Linked DNA regions of Mus musculus: region 1 is linked to region 2. A link is a contact called in public Hi-C data. All regions are on one chromosome and are shown on one strand. The core of a region is the stretch at or near the end of the contact, and the rest is flanking DNA. Distances in the headings are between cores, read along the strand shown. Region 1 overlaps Dcbld2 (discoidin, CUB and LCCL domain containing 2). Region 2 has its middle 100 kb from the start of 4930461C15Rik.

The links. A called contact is a pair of places that touch in the nucleus more often than the background predicts.
Region 1: a Hi-C map of uterus shows a contact between it and region 2, with 3 times the contacts expected there. The contact joins two enhancer-like sites. A contact is called at or near these places in 17 of 484 Hi-C or Micro-C datasets (the 3T3-L1 cell line, the N1E-115 cell line, adipose-derived mesenchymal stem cells and 8 more) and 3 of 115 datasets of contacts at active chromatin or transcription factors (fibro-adipogenic progenitors, heart atrium and stem cell-derived neural progenitor cells).

The regions. Positions count from the first base shown.
Region 1 is chr16:58,420,691-58,423,390 of GRCm38.p6, reverse strand. All of the region lies in intron 1 of Dcbld2 (discoidin, CUB and LCCL domain containing 2), which reads right to left. Among named protein-coding and RNA genes, the nearest start is that of Dcbld2, 14 kb to the right of the region's middle. Within about 2 kb of position 1,255, at least 53 of the 459 cell types and tissues checked have an H3K27ac peak or open chromatin away from gene starts, as enhancers often do. A contact at or near this core is called in beige adipocytes, heart atrium and uterus, where this site is marked.
Region 2 is chr16:58,302,292-58,304,991 of GRCm38.p6, reverse strand. No RefSeq gene overlaps it. Among named protein-coding and RNA genes, the nearest start is that of 4930461C15Rik, 100 kb to the left of the region's middle. Within about 2 kb of position 1,336, at least 29 of the 459 cell types and tissues checked have an H3K27ac peak or open chromatin away from gene starts, as enhancers often do. A contact at or near this core is called in beige adipocytes, heart atrium and uterus, where this site is marked.

The DNA of each region.
Region 1 (2,700 bases), core at 6-2,505, 120 kb before region 2:
GTCCCCACGCAGCCCTTGACGGTCCTGAAGCAGCAGTGGCTTCGGCTGGGGTTTTACTCTCTGACCCACGTTAGTACTACATGCTGCTCTACTTTTGAGTTGGATACTATAAATTCTGCTTTCTGAACAAACACTTCTCATATAAAGTTTAGCTTTCAGTCAACACTATACTTTATTTCCGACCCCTGATTTCATTCATGCACGAGAACTAGGCATAGTGGGTTAATAATATAAAAAATATGGAGAGAATGAAGTAAATGTGGGTGTGAAATACACCCACTGATTTTACAGTAAAACAGGCTCTTACATAATAAAAAAATACCATTTCCTTCCAAAGCTACCATAAAATTCCCTCTCGCTGCCTCTCTCTGTCCCTCTTGGATCTAACCTAGAGTAAAATCATAAGGCTATAAAAACCTCCAGTGTGAAAATAAGCAACTGAAATACAAGTCCCTTTTCAACAATCATTAACATTTTCCCTTCCAGAGGCAAAAACAACTACCCTAAAATAGTATCTAACATTTGAAACTAGCTTGTGATTCCTAGAAGTGTTCCAATATTTAAGAAACAATTCTTTGATAGATAATTAAACATTTCAGATTATGCTATTTTTGATATGCAGAACCTTGGAAGTGTAATGGAATTCTCAAAGTCACAGGTCACCTGCTGACAACTCACACGTGACTGCAACACACCTCACGCCACTCACATGTGACTGCGACACACCTCACGCCACTCACATGTGACTGTGACACACCTCACGCCACTCACATGTGACTGCGACACACCTCACGCCACTCACATGTGACTGCGACACACCTCACACCACTCACATGTGACTGTGACACACCTCACGCCACTCACATGTGACTGCGACACACCTCACGCCACTCACATGTGACTGCGACATACCTCACGCCACTCACATGTGACTCACATGTGACCTCACGATTCCTCTGCAGACATCAGTCAACTTGAGATTGTTATTTTAAAATCAATGTTACCAAAGAGGACAACTTTCAGTAAAGTATAGAAACTGTTTCTAGTTTTCGCCACCATTAACAATGGTTTAAAGTTAACAAAATACCTAATAATTGATGGAAACAGGCCTTCCACATGCGTGGTGAGGATGAAAGCAATTAAAACAGAGCTGACTTTTTTCAAACTCTTGTGTCGGGGGAGGGAGGGCATAGCCAACGAGTCTACAGCAGCGTGCCAAGAATGCTCTAAAATATGCGCTGGAGCTCAGCGCTCCCTCCTCTCCAGGCAGATGATGTGCACCAGAAGCCCCAGTTAAAAGGATGTCTCCAGTCTGCTGCAGTGAACATTCTCGAATGTTTTACATTTCAAGGAGTGATAAATAACCCAACTAGACAGAATTTGCCATCACCTATGTGTCCAAACAGCTCAGTTCGAAGGGGTCACCAGGCACAGTACCCATATCTACTAGGCCAGCAGCTATCTGTTTTCCTGTTGCCTTCAATGAAGAAATACATTTATATTGTGACATGCTGGCACACAGACTCCTGACCTGCTAAACGATCTTTGACCTACTCTGTGGGTCACAACCCCCTCAGAGCTGAATAACCCCTTCACAGGGGTCACCTAAGACCATCGGAAATACTAGATATTTATGTTATGATTCAGAACAGTAGCAACATTGCAGTTATGAAATAGCAACAAAAATAATTTTATGGTTGGGGGGAATTGCTACAACAGGAGAAACTGTATTAAAAGGTCCCAGCATTAGGAAGGTTGAGGACCACTACTGAAAGGTCCACACCTGCAGAGTGGAAAACGCTTCCCACCACTGAAAGGCCCCGTGTTAAATTCAAGACAAGGAAAAACCAGGTCCTTGCTTTCACTTCAGAAGAAGCAATGATTTCCTGATTATTTTTATGAGTGTTAAAACTAAAGTAAAAACATTTAAAAGTGGAACCAAGCCCTAGACAATTATCAAAGCCATCTAACTTGCTGCCAGCAGCAGAGGGTCCCAGGCAGCACAGCCTGTTTTCAGTCATCTCTAATGGAGGCAGAGGGCTGTTCCAGACAGCTGAGGCAGAGGCTGGAGTGCTACCCAAGCCTCTCAGCATGGACCAGAGAATGAATGGCCTGAAGTGTGAGTAGACTGAGATTCAAGAGTATGACTTAGGACCAAGGCTAGAAAACCAGTGTCTTAGTTCCTCGATGGGCTTATCTGGCCAAAGGACAGTGTGGCTCAACTCACTCAGGGTACAGCTAGCGTGTGGAGAGTCCTATCTCCCACTTCTCAGTATCTGAAGCAAGTGAACCCTTTGTTTTTAATGATGTACTGTCCCCAGGTTTGGAGACTAGTGTATTCTGATAGCAGTGGTGTTCTGTGCCTAGGACACACTACCCTCTCTTACTCATGTTTGCGTACATGACAGAACGGATGAGGTATAAGTACCACCACAGAAAGATAACCAGACAACACTCTCAACCCTACAGCACTACAATTTGGGCAAACTCCACCATCAACGCCATCACCACCAACTTCCTTCTCCTTCCCTGATGGTCTCCTCGAGACTATAACTGACCAGAAAGGGTAGATGCCGTTATTGTGCACTTTTCATCTTGAATGTACTTCTGTCAGGGGAAGAACACTGGAACTTGATCTGACTGCCCTGCCGATGCAGGCGTCCCCTGGGATTACTTAGAGAACATGTATTCACTTCCTCG
Region 2 (2,700 bases), core at 87-2,586:
CAAATATTAGAATTTCTGGTTCCTATAGTTTTGAGCAGAAGGGAACCTGAAACCTGGAGTTTTTCAGTCTGTAGAAGCACGCACAGTAGGTAAGAACAACTAGAGACCGCCCCACCTAGGGATCCATCCCATCTTCAGACACCAAACCCAGACACTATTGATGATACCAAGAAGCCTGTTAATAGCTGTCCCCTGTGAGGCTCTGCCAGAGCCTGACCAATACAGATGCAGATGTACACAGCTAGATGACTGAGCTCAGGGACCCAAATAGAGGAATTAGGGCAAGAATTGTAGGAGCTGAAGGGATTTGTAACCCCACAAGAAGAACAACAATATCAACCAACCAGACACCCCCCCCCCCAAAAAAAAATCTCCCAGGAACTAAATCACCAACCAAAGAGTACACATGGAAGGACCCATGGCTTCAGCTGGATATGTAGAAGAGGATGGCTTTAGTGGTGGGCATCACAGGGAGGAGAGCCCCTTGGTCCTGTGGAGGCTCAGTGACCCAGGGTAGGGGAATGCTAGGGCACTGAGTCAAGAGTGTGTGGGGGAGCACCCTCATAGAGGCAGGGGGAGGGGGAGGGGATGGGGGCTTGTAGAGGGAAAATGAGGAAGGGGAATAACATCTGAATGTAAATTAAAAAAAAAACAATGAGAAAGTGAAAAAAAGGAAAAAAAAAAGAAGTAGGAAGTTTTGGGGTGGCCTTCAACACATTCCCGGACATGGGTGAGTTTAGTGTTTATTGTGAACTCTTTGATACCATGGCATCAGCTAAAAAAATGTAGCTCCAGAGCATGTCATACCATAAACAAAACAAGACACAACACCCAAAAATACCAACCCCCCCCCCCCCCCGCAAACCTCTAAGCAATTAATGCGTTCGTTTGGTAAGCTTCCTTGATTTGATTAGGCCTACAATAGTATCCTAGGGAACCGATTATAGTGAATTTGAGTTCTCATATCTCACGTCTTCTCCTGGAAAATTAGTAAAAGCAGCATTTTTCAAAAACACTCATCTCTTATCTTTTGTTATTGTAAAATGCAAAACATATTTTTCTAGTCTTACTGGGAGATGCCAAAGGGCCCGCCCTGACTCCCTGGCTTCTCACTGTTCCTTCTTTAATTGCTTTTACATCATGAAGTCTGAGCGCTTGTACTTAACACAGCCCGGTGAACTCAACTAGGCTGAAGGACCTCGGCTTTAAAATTTTCAGTCTGTGAAGGATTTTTTTTTTCTTCTTCTTCTGTTTCACAAGCCTAAAGGGTCAAAGGTCAAACCTTTTCAGCTGCAGATGAGGTCATGCTTGCTGACGGACTGCAGCTGATCACAATAAAAACAGGGTCTCCCATGTGACCAGTCCTCCCCATTGAGGAACAGTGATGTCATCTCTGCTGAGACAGGATGAGACATGTTTAAAACTTGTTTTAAAACACATAAATTTTTCTTCTGATTTCACCACGTTTTTTTTCATGTGTTTTAAGACAAGGATTCATTTGATTATCATCTCAAATGAAAAAAAAATGATAGATAACATAGATGGAGCTTACATCTTGCATGGCGTCGTTCATCTCTATTAAGCTGAGCTCTGTGAAATCAGCATTCTAGTTGGCCAAAAGATTACATACATTCTATCAAGGAGTGGGAGGGAGACCATGAGTCTCCACCCCAACTGAGGAGCTGTGGAGAGTAACGGCTTCTGGGGGAGGAGGAATTAGTTTTCTTTATGGGTTAGGCTCCTGGTAGGTTTTTCACTCTCCAGTGAATTCTCTAGCAGTATAGACAACACAAATTGAACTTGATAGGCTTTTTACTCAGGTCTTATTTAGGAATATATATGTGTATTCCTAAATAAATATATATTACATGTGTAATATATTATAATATATATTAATGTATTATGTTATTATATAATTATATTAATATATGTATGCATATGTGTGTATATACAAATACATATATGTACGTAATAACAATTAAAGAAAAAAGAGGCCTTGAATTTGAAGAGCTGGCAGGGGTATATGGGAAGGTTTGGAGGTTAAAAAGGGAAAGGAGAAATGTAATTAAATTGTAGTCTTAAACAAAAAGCCATGGAATTGTGGAGGTACAGAATACTATTACATATTGTCAGTCTCATAGTCCAAAGACCCTTGCATCTGGGAACATTCAATGTCTTTCTGTCTTGAGAGATGGCTCAATGGTTAAGAGCACTGGCGGTTCTTCCAGAGGTCCTGAGTTCAATTCCCAGTTCCCACATGGCAGCTCACAGCCATCAATAATGGGATCTGATGCCGTCTTTTGCTATGCAGACAGACATGCACACAGTGCACCCCCCCCACACACACATTACATTAAATAGTGCATATAATACATTAGATAAATAAGTCTTTTTAAAAAATCTTTCATGAGTTCCAGACCCAGAAGGACCTTAGTTTAATTTCTACCTGTGCCATTTGTCATCTGAGTGATACTAATTTTTTTTTGGATAAGTTATGAAACTTATGAAAACTCGGTTATGAAAACTAAAGATCGTAGCGTGATCACCTCGAGCTCTGTGTCACAAATGTAAAATTTTTGCTCGTGAGTGGTGTTCAGGGAAACAAGTCTTTGCATGTTTAATAAAGATGCCATTATCTTCTGAGTATTTTCTACCCTTGGTTGATTAAATCTCGTATGTGTACAGCCTTTCTGTTTGGGT